Regions from separate parts of the Sus scrofa genome. Here all the other regions are linked to region 3. The links are chromatin contacts, called in public HiChIP or PLAC-seq maps. All regions are on one chromosome and are shown on one strand. The core of a region is the stretch at or near the end of the contact, and the rest is flanking DNA. Distances in the headings are between cores, read along the strand shown.

What was found. HiChIP or PLAC-seq counts read pairs in DNA pulled down with a chosen protein or histone mark.
Region 1: a contact with region 3 is called in an H3K27ac HiChIP or PLAC-seq map of alveolar macrophages. The contact joins the promoter of MYH9 here to the enhancer-like site in region 3. A contact is called at or near these places in 3 of 5 promoter capture datasets (fetal liver and liver), 21 of 47 Hi-C or Micro-C datasets (alveolar macrophages, blood, brain and 13 more) and 2 of 2 datasets of contacts at active chromatin or transcription factors (alveolar macrophages and skeletal muscle).
Region 2: a contact with region 3 is called in an H3K27ac HiChIP or PLAC-seq map of alveolar macrophages. The contact joins two enhancer-like sites. A contact is called at or near these places in 18 of 47 Hi-C or Micro-C datasets (adipocytes, blood, embryonic fibroblasts and 12 more) and 2 of 2 datasets of contacts at active chromatin or transcription factors (alveolar macrophages and skeletal muscle).

What each region holds. Positions count from the first base shown.
Region 1 is chr5:11,362,734-11,367,221 of Sscrofa11.1, reverse strand. It overlaps MYH9 (myosin-9), which reads right to left and starts at 1,619. Exons shown (of 45, transcript XM_021091538.1): 1 at 1,399-1,619.
Region 2 is chr5:11,382,235-11,386,555 of Sscrofa11.1, reverse strand. All of the region lies in intron 1 of MYH9 (myosin-9), which reads right to left. Among named protein-coding and RNA genes, the nearest start is that of MYH9, 19 kb to the right of the region's middle. Within about 2 kb of position 2,120, at least 27 of the 83 cell types and tissues checked have an H3K27ac peak or open chromatin away from gene starts, as enhancers often do. A contact at or near this core is called in alveolar macrophages, where this site is marked.
Region 3 is chr5:11,286,613-11,290,657 of Sscrofa11.1, reverse strand. It overlaps a transcript of TXN2 not described here. Among named protein-coding and RNA genes, the nearest start is that of TXN2, 24 kb to the right of the region's middle. Within about 2 kb of position 1,752, at least 62 of the 83 cell types and tissues checked have an H3K27ac peak or open chromatin away from gene starts, as enhancers often do. A contact at or near this core is called in alveolar macrophages, embryonic fibroblasts, epiblast stem cells and 7 more, where this site is marked.

The DNA.
Region 1 (4,488 bases), core at 370-2,869, 77 kb before region 3:
TAGACAGCAGAGTCTGAAACGGCCACAGTGTTGCAGGAAGGCGCTATAGCTCTTCTCCTTCAAGTTACTCAACAGTTACTTTGCAATCCTGTTAAAGCCAGGAAAGGGTGCAGTGAACCAAGAAGTGACTGGGCCTCTCAATTACCCAGCGGAGAGAGCCGCCGGTCTCCAGGACCTGGGACTTCCCAGGAACCTTCTCCCCACACCGGCTGGGTGGGGCCACAGACAACAACCCCAGCGCTCACCCTGCCCCCAACTCAACACAGCCGGCAACGTGGTCCAGCGGGGTTCTCGGTCTCCGTTTGAGACGCCGGGGCTCTGGGAGAGCTGGGAGGGGGGGGTGCAGTCCTGCCCTGGGCGCGGCCCCAGGACAGCAAGGGGTGAGCACCCAGCCCAGGGAAATTGACGGGGTGGGGGTGGGGGATAAGTAGAAAGCCCTGGATCTGGCCCAAACAGGGACGATGCAACAGCCCAGGCCAGGTCGTGAAGGAGCTGGGAGCAGCTCTCCCCGCCCCCGCCCCGGTGGGTCGGCCCGCAGGTGCGGTGGAATCAGGTGCGCGCCGGGACCTCGGAGATGGCTGCGGGCCTTCCCGGGCCTGTCTCTCCCGGGGATAAGTCAAAGGATGAGGGTCAGCGGGGGAAAGGCAAGTCTTTCCTTCCTCGAGCCCGGATCCCCGCCAGGTCCCTCTTCCCGGTGCACCCACCCGCACCTCGCCCGGTCCCCCTCCTCCCCCTGCCGATCACAGACGGGCAAATAAGGAAGTCGGTAGCGGAGGGCGGAAACTGAGCGGAGCTCAATGTCTGCTGCAGGATTGTCCGATTCTGAGTCAGTAGGACGCCCTGACAGCTGCCAAACGGTCCCTGTCTGTCCGTTACCTCGGTTTCGAAAACGCCTGGAAACTTCCAAAGAAGCCCGGGCTCCAAGACCCCCCTCCCTACTCTCACCCACGCGGCTGGGTCCGAGGCACAGAGGCTCCCGGAAGGGGTTAAAAAGTTTGCCTAACTTGGGCACTGGGCGAGGCGAGGGCGGGGCCCGTGCCCCGGCAGCTGGGGTAGGTCGAGGCTGCCGGGTGCCCGGCAGGCGGAGTGCGCCGACGGGAGAGTGGAGAGGATTGGGGGTTTCCGGGGAGCGCCCGGCCCCGAAGACTTCCTCTGCTCCCGAGGCCTCGCTTCCAGGGGCGCCGTCCCCTAGCGCCCGCGCAAGGGTCCCGGACCCTCTCCGCGAAGGATGCAGTGCCCCGGCCGGGCCCCGCAGCGTTCGTGCCCGCCCAAGTCGGTCACTGGCCGCGAGGCGGCCGAGAACCACAGGTCTGCCGGCTTGCTCCAGACGCCGCGCTTCCCGTCGCCCCCGCCCCCGCCCGCCTGCCCGGGCGGGACCCGCCGGTGGGGCTAGCTCACCTGAACCTGGATCTGCCCGAGGGAACTGAAGCTGCTTCTCCCGAGAGGGCTTTCTCTAGAGCTCAGGCGACAGTGGAGTGGGGCGAGCGCGCGAGGCGGGAGCTGCAGCAGGTCAGCCTCGCTCAGACTTCGGTGCCCTGCCCAGGAACCGCGGTGATCTGCGCGCCTCACCGCACCCTGCTCAGCTCCTCGCCTCCTTCCCGCCCCGCCCTCGCAGTGCCCGCCCATTCGGAGCCCAGCGCCGGCTGTGGGGCGGAGCCTGGAGGGACGTACACGCCCCCCAGGCTGTTGCACCCACTCCAGCCCGCTTGTGGTTAAGATGGACAGGCACCTGGACCTGTAAGAAGGAGGCGGGAGGAGCCTGTGGGGCCAGAGGGGTGGGATTCATCCTCCCCATCCGCCCCCACCTCCGCCTTCTGCACCTTCCCCCGCGCTTCCTAGGCGCGAGCCCCGCCCCCTAGGGCGGAACCAAAGAGCATCCAGGTTCCAGGAACCGGATTGACACAGTGAGAGTCCAATCAGGAGGAGGAGACTCTCAGCGGGCTCCAGGCCGGGATTTTGGTGCACTGCCCGAGCCAGGGCGAGGTGGGGCGGGAGGAGGCTGGGAAGGTCCGGGATTCTGACACCCCGCCCCGCGAGCTGATTTCCGTGACCCATGTCATCCTACCAGAACACATATGAAGTACCATATATGGGAAAAGTGCTGTTTTACAATTAAGATGGCCTGTGGGGGCGGACATGGACTCAGCCCTGGATCCGTTGTGGGAGCCCTGAGTTCGATCCCTGACCCTCTTTTTAGAGTGGGCCGGGAGTCTTTCAGCCTCCAGACCGTTGCTCAAACGGGTTCCCTCAGCCTGGAGTGCTGCTCTTTACCTCTATCTTCCTTTCAGATATTTTTGCAAAATGTTTTCTTAGGTTTTTTTCCTAGGTAGGCAAAGCACACTTTGTTTTTTTTTCGGTTTCTGCCTACAAGAGGATTAAATTTTTTAATTTTTAAAAGAATTGTTTACATTTTTAATCCATTTGGAATTCATTCTGATTTTGAAGTGGGAAAGAAATCTAACATAATTTTTGTGATAGCCAGCTGTCCACACACCATCACCACCTACCGAACTCATATATTCTTGGATCTATTTCTGAGGTGTATCCATTGATCTTTCTGTGTGTTCCTGTGCCAGTTCCACAATGCTTTAAGGATGGTAGCTTCATAATACATTATATATCTAAAGGGGCAAATTTCTCATTACTCTTTCTTTTTGGAATGTTCTTCCGATCATGACTAAACTATTCTTCCAAATGAACTTCAAAAGAAGTGCGATCTAAAGTCAAGAGAAAACTGGAAAACAGATTTTGCAACTCTGTGACAAAGAATTATTATCAATGATGTGTAAAGAACTCTTCTACGGCCATTAAAAAATAAATAAGTAAATAACTCCAAAATAAAAATGACCGAAAAGAAAAAGATGACTTAAAAAGAAGAAGTAAGGAGTTCCTGTCGTGGCTCAGTGGTTAACGGATCCGGCTAGGAACCATGAGGTTTCGGGTTCGGTCCCTGCCCTTGCTCAGTGGGTTAACGATCCTGCGTTGCTGTGAGCTGTGGTGTAGGTTGCAGACGCGGCTCGGATCCCGAGTTGCTGTGGCTCTGGCGTAGGCCGAGGGCTACAGCTCCGATTCGACCCCTAGCCTGGGAACTTCCATATGCTGTGGGAGCGGCCCAAAGAAATAGCAAAAAGACTAAATAAATAAATAAAAAGAAGTAAGAATCTATATGTATGTATGTATAACTGGGTCACCATGCTGTACAGTAGAAAATTGACAGAACACTATAAAGCAGCTATAATGAAAAAATAAAAATCATTATATAAAAAAGAAAAAGAAATATACATGGCCAGTAATTACGAAAAAATTAGTCATCTAAAATGCAAACACAACTAGATGGGATGCCATTTTTCACCTATCAATTTTTTTTTTTTTTTTTTTTTTTTTGTCATTTTGCCTTTTCTAGGGCTGCTCCCTCGGCACATGGAGGTTCCCAGGCTAGGGGTCAAATCAGAGCTACAGCTGCCAGCCTACACCACAACCACAGCAACGCAGGATCCAAGCCACGTCTGTGACCTACACCACAGCTCACGGCAACACCAGATCGTTAACCCACTGAGCAAGGCCAGGGATCGAACCTGCAACCTCATGGTTCCTCGTCGGATTCGTTAACCACTCTGCCACGACGGAACTCCTCAAATTTTTTAAAAAGAATAAAAATACCCACTGTTAGCTCTAGAGATACAGAATGAAAGGTAAATTGATCAGTTTTCTCTGATAACCACAAAATAATAACTGGGAAAATGCACCAAGATGGGCTTAAAAGTTCTTCTTTGCAACATTGTTTATAGTCATTAAATATTGGAAATAAATGTGTAATGTAAAAGACTGAATAAAATATGATCATCATATGTTGAACAATTCCCAGAAGGTCATTGAAGAGTGTTTACAGGTTTCTATTTACTGATTTAAAATATACTAAATGAGGAAGAGCAAATTACAGAGTGCTATTACAGCAGAATTGCACTGGATTTTTGTGTCATGTTTGTGTGTGTGTTAGGGCTGTCTGATGTGTGTGTAAATAGACATATGTCTCAGAGAGAGAATGAGATTTAAAAGGCATTATAGCAAAGTACAAGTAAGGGCTACATCTGGGCAGAAGGATTTCAACCGTTGTTTCCTTTCGCTTCTCTGTATTTCTAACACATATATCACCTGCACGATTTTTTTTTTTCAAAAATGGAAGAAAAAGACTCACTTTTAAGTCACCTCTTCCAAAACGTCTTCCTTGACCCTCTAGTCTGGTCTGGTTAGATGCCCCATCCTTTGTATTCCCAGAGCATCGTGCGTTTCTCTCTCTCGTAGCACTTACACACTAGGTTTTAATTATCCATTTACTTACTGCTTCCTCTGCCCAAGCTGGGAGCTGCCTGAGGACAGATAGGAAGTATATCTTATTTGCTTCTGTGGACCCAGAAGTAACACAAGGCTTGGCATAAAATGGTCCTTGGTGGATGTTTGACCAGGTCTCAGAGAGCATATGTTTCCTAA
Region 2 (4,321 bases), core at 871-3,370, 96 kb before region 3:
AGGGCCTTCCCTCAACAAGGCCTCCAACTACCTTTCCAGCCCCACTTCTCGTCCCCTGCCGGACACTCTCATTCTGGCCTCGGCTCCCCAGGGGACAGTCTTGGCTCCATCACAATCCCCACTCACCCAGGCAGCCTTTCCTAACACCCAGTGCGTTATCCCTCTCGCCCTCTCCGCCCGCAGGCCTGCTCCAGCACAGTCTGCCTGTCCCAGAACCACAGCCCTCTCTGCTTGTCCCCAAGGGCCCTAGAACTTCCTGAAGGCGAGGATGGGCCCTCTACTCCACACTCAGAGAGGGTCAGGAGCCTCCGCCCGTGCGTGTGGAAGTGAACTAGACTGTTGAGGACGCCTGGGTTCGCAGCTCGCATTGTGTCCTCGGGAAGCCGGCCGTCCAGGAGAGCAGCTGCTCCCTCCTAGGCCCTCCTGTCTGGTGTCAGGCACATCAGCAATGCAGCTCTCAGCAATGCAGCTCTCTTTTACAGGGAAGAGGCCAGGCAGGCAGCCGCTGGCTGGACCTATGGCTCAGTCGTCTGTCTGCGCTGGACCTTGACTTTGCTTTTAATTGGCTCAATATTTGTGCAGTGAGATCACACATGTGCCTCACCTACTTGGTAAGGAGCTTCTACTCAGCTGCCCAAGAGAAAGTGCAGGGAAGTCTTTTCAGAAATGGGGGTGGGGCCCCCCTCCCAAGCAGTCAGGTACAGATTATCACTCCCCCACCCCACCCCCCCATGCACTCCAGGTTTCACAAGGGTGACAGAACTGCTTGGCTTCCTTCCCGTCAGGAACTGCACACTGAACACATCACCGTGCCCTCCCGCAGAGAGCACCCCCCCCCGCCCCCACCCCCGCCCCAGCCTAGCAGAGCTTCACACACGAGAACCTTCGGATTCCTGCAGTGAAGTTATTCCTTCCCTTCGGTTCTGCTGATAGGACAGTTTTTCTTTCCCCAAGCATGTGAACACAGTTTGCTGAGACCCAACGCAGAAAAATAACCATACTGAGAAGATTTAATTATACAGCCGCTGTCTCTATGGGAAAGTGCAACAGGCTGGTTTCCTGAGTCCACAGCACGGTGGCCGAGAAACCAATCCGGGGTCAGAAATGAAAGACAATTATGAAGACCACTCAGCCCGGGACCCACCGGGCCTTTGGCAGCTGGTTATTCTGAGTAACGTTTAAATGATCCAAAAAACAAACAAAATCCCTGAGTATCGTAGCCACTACCACCAACAGCCATCTCGATCCCATTCCTGCTGGGCTGAGAGCTTAAGGCCATCATGGGCCCGCCTGCGTAGGGACTGAGCAATACATTATGACCTGAAAACATGGGGAAGGTTCCAGTCTCCCCAAAATTCCAAACTTCAAGGACCACGCCCAGCAGACTCTCTGCCACCCATTCTTCAAGGGCCTAAGGTTAAGCCCAGTAATCCTGCATCTTATTTTCCAAACCCAAGTGACAGACTCTCTTTAGCAGACAAGGCAGGAAAGGCCCAGAATGGGCTGAGCCTTCTCTGTGGCCACCCAGGATCATATATGATCACGGTTCTCAGTCTTCTCAGTCCCCCTTCCAGCTAAAGCTGATGTACACTAATGTCCGTTTTGTTTCTAAGAGACGCAGGACTGGCCAGAAGGTCAACGATCTTCCTGGATTGATCGAGCAGTCATTTAAGTCGACTCTGAAAGGGAGAGAGACCTGCCAAGTGGTGATAACTTATTCATGACCTTTTCGGAAGGCGTCTTAGAAAGAGGCAGACTTAGGAGGCAGCCAGACTGGCCTGGAAGCTGCAGACCCACCACTTTACTAAGAGAACAGGGACCCTGGGGCCTGGGCTTCTCCATCTGTAAAACGGGGATGCTGCCAGCTGCCCCCCAGGGCCGCGGTGAGGACAGAAGGGCGTGCAGCGGTGTAGCCCCCTGCAGATGGAGCTGACGGCACGTCCCTGCAATGTGGTCAGAGGACCACTCCACTCACGGAACTACAGTGGGGACCAAAGTGAGCTGCAGGAGCAGCGGGGCTTGATAGCACCCGGGGCCACCGGCTCCCCTCCCCCACACCCTTGCCTCCTCCCTCCAGGAGTCGGTGTCGCCCGCTAAGCTGGCTCATAATGAGTCAGTCACAAGCGCGGCCCTCACACAGCCCACTTCAGGGTTTGAAGTCACATCCTGCCCAGCCTCACTTGACGTGATTTATTCCGCCCCAGGAATGCAGCTCGTTTCCCAGAATTTTGTAAAGAACTTTAAAAGAGTTTGATCTTGCAAGGGACTCCATGTACAGGCTCGGCTGCGGTGGTGGCAGAGTCCCAGTTCAGCTCAGACCCGCAGGTGGGAAGCACTCAACTCAGAGCTGAAAGAGCCCCCCCGCCACGACCGCCCCACCAGAGCACTGCATCCTGGGGGACGCCAACATTTTTCTAAACATCTCAAGCCACGGTAGAAAAATTAATTTTAAAAATTGTATCACAGGAGTTCCCGTCGTGGCGCAGTGGTTAACGAATCCGACTAGGAACCATGAGGTTGTGGGTTCGGTCCCTGCCCTTGCTCAGTGGGTTAAGGATCCAGCGTTGCCGTGAGCTGTGGTGTAGGTTGCAGACGCGGCTCGGATCCCGCGTTGCTGTGGCTCTGGCGTAGGCTGGTGGCTACAGCTCTGATTCAACCCCTAGCCTGGGAACCTCCATATGCCGCGGGAGCAGCCCAAGAAATAGCAACAACAACAAAAAAGACAAAAGACAAAAAAAAAAAAAAAAAATTGTATCACAAATACAAACATGCCACACAAAAGCCTCACAAGATGATATGTACACACACTATGTACTCTGGTATTTGCCATCCTATTTAATTTCTAAAACTACTGGTTGCCACCAGTAATCTCACAACCCACCATCTCAACTGACGAGTCTGAAAAACACCCATCCAACTCAACCCTCACTGGGCAGATGAGGCTCAGACTGGTCCAAAGGGCACATGGTGCCCAAAGTCACACAGTGAAGTTCAAGTCCAAAGCCAAAGTGGGGTTCCAGAGGTAGGGATGGAGGCTGTCAAACCTCAAGCAGGTAAATTGGCAGTGGCAGTGGCCTGGTCACCTGACATGGGTTGGACGGATCATCTCCCACGGGCCCCCTCGTTTGACCCTGACAACTTCAACAAAGCCACGGCAGGCAGCCGGCGGCCCCACCCCCTTCCCTGCCCCCCACCAGAGACAGGGGCTCAGGGAGCTGCAGTGACCTGCCTGGATCTGGAAACATTCTTTAAGGACTCGGAGTCCAGGTGGAAGATCACAAGGACAGAAAGAAAGAAGAGCCCAGCTTCCTGAGTGTGCCGAGTAACAAGAGATCAAATCTACTGCAAACAAAACATCACCACTCAGAGCTCAAGGCCCAACCCCACAGGGAAGAGCGGCCCAGAAGTCATGTGACCTTAAAGGCTCAACACAGATCGGAAGGGAGAGGACAGCCACAGCCCTAGAAAGGTGTTCTCCACACATTTATACCCTTGGGGCAGTGTCGCCTGACCCCATAATGAACAGGCCCTCCTGCCTGATGATAGCCTGCTGACTGCGCATCTGTTCTCACGCACGCATGCTCTGTAAACAGGAAACCCAAAGTCCTCATCTCAGTGGGTTTTTAACACTTCCAGCCATCAAGGAGGCCTTTGAGAATTGGTTGAAGGCGGTGAGCCCTTTGGGTACCATCTTCGGGGGTCACAGAGACCCTCGGGTGCAGTCCACAGATTTCCAGGAGCCCCCTGGTTACCAGCTCAAGCGCCTCCTTCTCATTAAATGTCAAAAAAAAAAAAAAAAGGGGCCTCCTTCTCCACCAAAGCAATATGAACTGACCTGAGAGGATCTTCCTCCTTCTCTCTCCTCCAGAGGGTCAGGCAGGTTCACAAAAGAGGTGCGGTCAGGACAACCCAAAAGTGAGTCTGGGTGGGGAGTGGGGGGGAATCTGGGATTGTGGGCACAGGAGGCCCTCACCCCGGGCTGTTCTGATCACCCAGGGCGGCAGAAACAAAAATCCCAAACTGGACGGCAAACTGGCTCTCTTCCTTGCTTCCAGCCCTTAGGCCTGTTCTCAAACGAGTCAGCAGGCTGCCAGCCCTGGGCACACAGGCTGCACAGAGCACAGAGCCAGGCTCTCCAGAGAAGCCCTGCAGACAAGCCGCATCCCGGGGCCTTCAGCCTCCAGGGAAAACGGCCCACATGTGGGCGCTGCCTGGGGGAAGCTAAAACCCGCCTATGTCACACTTCATGGAAAAGCTAGGTTACAGTCGCTGGAGTAGGTTGCGGTGGCACCCGCGTCTGAAAGGCCGGCCGACCCAGCTG
Region 3 (4,045 bases), core at 503-3,002:
AGTAAAGTAAGTCAGAAAGAGAAAGACAAATACCACATGATATCACTCATATGTGGACTCCAAACTATGGCACAGATGAACCGATCTATGGAACAGAAACGGACTCACAGACATGGAGAAGAGAAGAGACTTGTGGCTGCCAAGGGATGGAGCGGAAGTGGGATGGACTGCGTGTTTGGGGTTAGCAGATGCAAACTATTACATTTCGGATGGATAAACAACAAGGTCCTACTGTACAGCACAGGGAACTACATCCAGTCTCCTGGGATAGACCATGGTGGAAAAGAATATTAAAAAAAGAACATAGGAGTTCCCATTGTGGCACAGCGGAAATGAATCTGACTAGGAACCATGAGGTCGCCGGTTTGATCTCTGGCCTCACTCAAGTGGGTTAAGGATCCGACATTGCCGTGAGCTGTGGTGTAGGTCGCAGACGCGGCTTGAATCCAGTGTTGCTGTGGCTGTGGTGTAGACCGGCAGCTACAGTTCCAATTAGACCCCTTGCCTGGGAGCTTCCATATGCTGTGGATGCGGCCCTAAAAAGACAAAAGACAGAAAAAGAAAAAAGTATATATATATATATATAACTGAGTCACTTTGCTGTACAGCAGAAATTGGCACAACATTGTAAATCAAATATACTTTAATAAAATCGGTTCACATGTTAAAACATGCATGTATTTTGAAAGTGAACACTGTACTATTATTCTCTATGCCCTTGTATGTGTGAACATTTTCATACTAAAAATATTAAAGGACTATGTCACCACCAGCTATATATAGAAAGCCAAGTGCCAAAGTCATTCTAAACTCCCAATGGAAACTCTTAAATCATCTCACACACACACACACACACACACACAACTCATGTGTTTTTAATTTTAAATTTACCTAGCTCCTATCTCTTGCCCAAGGCTCCCAGTCTGGGATCTATCTTTCCTTTGCTTTAAAAAAAAAAAAAAAAAAAAAATTGCTTAAGGATGTGTTAAAGAAATCCAGCAAAAGACATTCTCCCTAATGCTAACCAGGATTTACTGCAACGCAGAAAAATAAGCACATCGCTGCTTTTAAAAACTGTACCCATGCCCCCCTAACATTGACAAACAAGACCGGGGACCAAGGCTGAACTCAGACACCAAGGATTCGGGTTACTTCCTACCCCTGGGCGGATCCAGTAAGCAATATAGCAATATTCTGACTCAAGTCCTGTGATTCTTGAGTGATTGCTCTTACTAAGCCATACCATGCAAGTTAGTGGAAGCAATTAACTTTTTTTTTTTTTTTTTTTTTAACTGAGCTCGATGCCAGGCACTTAGCAGGCGCCCGACGGGTTGGGCCATCCTTGAAAGGAGGCTGACTTTCCTCCCACTCTACTCCTGGCTTTCCGGAAGCCCAGCACTACCCTCTTCTCTAACTTTCGGCCAAACCCACCCCTGCCTGCTCGCTCGGCGAGTTCCAGGACCCGCAGGTGCGCAGACCCGGGCTGGGCCGGGCACGGTCCGAGTCCTGAGTGCCCTAATGTGAGCCGATGCCCCAGGGCAGCCTCTCCAGACGGAGAGGCAAAGCGAGGCGGGGCGGCGCTTCCCGGCAGGAAGGCGCTGGGGGGCGCGGCCTTGGAAGGATGCCCGGGGCGGGCGGGCGGGCTGCGCCGCCGCCGGGGGAACCGAACCGACGGACGCAGGTGACGACAACCGCTCTCCCAGGGCGCTGGGGCCGCGCTCACCTTATATGGGCAGGCGCGGCGCGGGCGGGGCGGGGCGTCCCACCCGGCCGACCCCGCCCCGAAGCCCGACGGAACCTCTGCCAGAACACTTTCCGCAAGGGCGCGCCCCTGCAGTGGTGCCCCCAAGTGCCCCGGGGCTCCCCCGGCCCCGGTCTCCGGGCTGAGACCCGCGCCAGCCCCGTCTTACCTGGGCTGAACTTGATTGACTCCCGTTGCGATTGTGGGCAGGTTTCTTCCCCTTAAAGGTCACAGATCCTCACTGGAGCACCTGGGGGCAACGAGGGAACCTTTAGTGAGCTCACCTTGGAGCAGCACTCACTCACCGAGCGGCACGGCTACCCCGAGTGGGCACTTTTTCTTAACTGGCACTGGGGAAGTCTCTGTAACCCCAGGCTCAGCCCTGGGCCTGGCTAAACATCAGCCATGGATCCACTGGAAGAGTTCAGTTGACTGAACCCTTCTTGGTGGGACAAGACTAAACCTAAGAGAAAGCGTCCAGCGTGAGTCAGGGCGCTGGTCACCTGGCCTGCTGTTTTCTCCCTCCAAATTCTTCTTACAACCTCGACCCTTTTCAGTTGCTCTGTCCTTTGCTCTTCTGTGACCTCCAGTCCACTCATTAAAGCCCTTCACAGCCTCTCAGGCGCCCACAGGCTTTGCTGACTGTGTATTGACTTTTATTTTGAGGGAGGTGAACCTGGGCATTTGGAAGTTCCCGGGCTAGAGATTGAATCCTTAACCCACTGAGCAGGGCCCAGGATCAAACCTGCATCCTCATGGATACTAGTTGGGTTTTTAACCTGCTGAGCCACAACTGGAACGCCGGTATACTGATTATTTTAAGCTGGCTATTTTTTTTTTTTTTTTTTTTTTTTTTTTAGAAGAGCAGATGTGAGAGAAACTATGAAAACTGAGCATAAGTTACCTTTTTGTAAGAAACATTTACATTTATAAGGGAAATTTCTATTTGTAAGTGTGCCTCCCTCTCTGTGGGAGGGAGAGTAGGATGGCTCTAAATTTTAGAAACTCTTCTCCAGGAGAAGATAAGGGTTTAAATCTGCATAAGAACCTCGCTCTCTTTTACTGTGCTTTGCCTGGGAACCTCCCATAACTGACTTCCCACCCCCAGCATCTTTTGTGTTTAAGGTGATGGCTTTGGCCATTCGGATAGCTACTCTGTTTCCTGGGTCTCTCCCATGCACACAGAAGCTATATACGTGTTAGTAAACCTGGGTTTGTCTTTCTCCTATTAATCTATCTTATATCAATATACCAGCCAAAGAACCTAGAAGGAAAGAAGTGGAAAACTATCCGCCTCTCCAGTGTTGACCCTCTCAGCTCAGTACACGGACCACTGACCCTGCTGTTCCCTGGAGGCATCATGCTGTTCCATGCTTCCCTCCTAGAAAGTCCTTCCCTTGCACACACTCAGATATACATTCATCCTTCAAGAAGGTACCTTTTAGTGTCCTTCCCCTAACATCTACTGATTAATCTTTCTGAGCCTTGATTTCTTCATCTGCAAACTGAGAATAAAAAAATGCCCACCTCACTGTGTTATTTTTGAGGGTCCAATGAGTTCATGTCTGTACAATGCTCACAGTGGCTGCTCATGAAAAGCTGTGTTGAACAAATTCATCCTACTGTGTTCTAAATACTCATGCGTGCACCCTGGGTTCTGTGAGGGCTGGGCTTTTCCTTCTCCGCCTGTGCACATCCAGTGCCTGGCGCCTAGGAGGTGCTGGCTTTTCATTGGTGGTGAATGAGTGACTTTCTGGCAGTGATGGGAAGGCGAGGAGAAGCTCTCACACCAGGATGCTGGTGGTCACCACTCACGATGAGAAAATAAATCTCACATCTGCTAGGATGTAGCACCTTCTAGCTTTCTCTTTTTGTTTCACGGCTGCATCTACAGCATATGGAACTTCCCAGGCCAGGGATTAAATCTGAGCTGCAGCTTCGACCTATGCCACAGCTGCAGCAACGCCGGCTCCTTTAACCCAGCAATCAAACCCAAGCCTCCACAGCGAGCTGAGCCAACACAATAGGATTTTTAACCCACTGCACCACAGCAGGAACTCCCCTTATTTTTTTTAAGCACGGCATACGGACGTTCTCAAGGTAGGGATCTAATTGGAGCCGTAGCCACCGGCCTATACCAGAGCCACAGCAACGCAGGATCCGAGCCATGCCTGCAATCTACACACACACCACAGCTCACAGCAATGCCGGATCCTTAACCCACGGAGCGAGGCCAGGGATCAAACCCGCAACCTCATGGTTCCTAGTCAGATTCATTAACCACTGAGCCACGACAGGAACTCC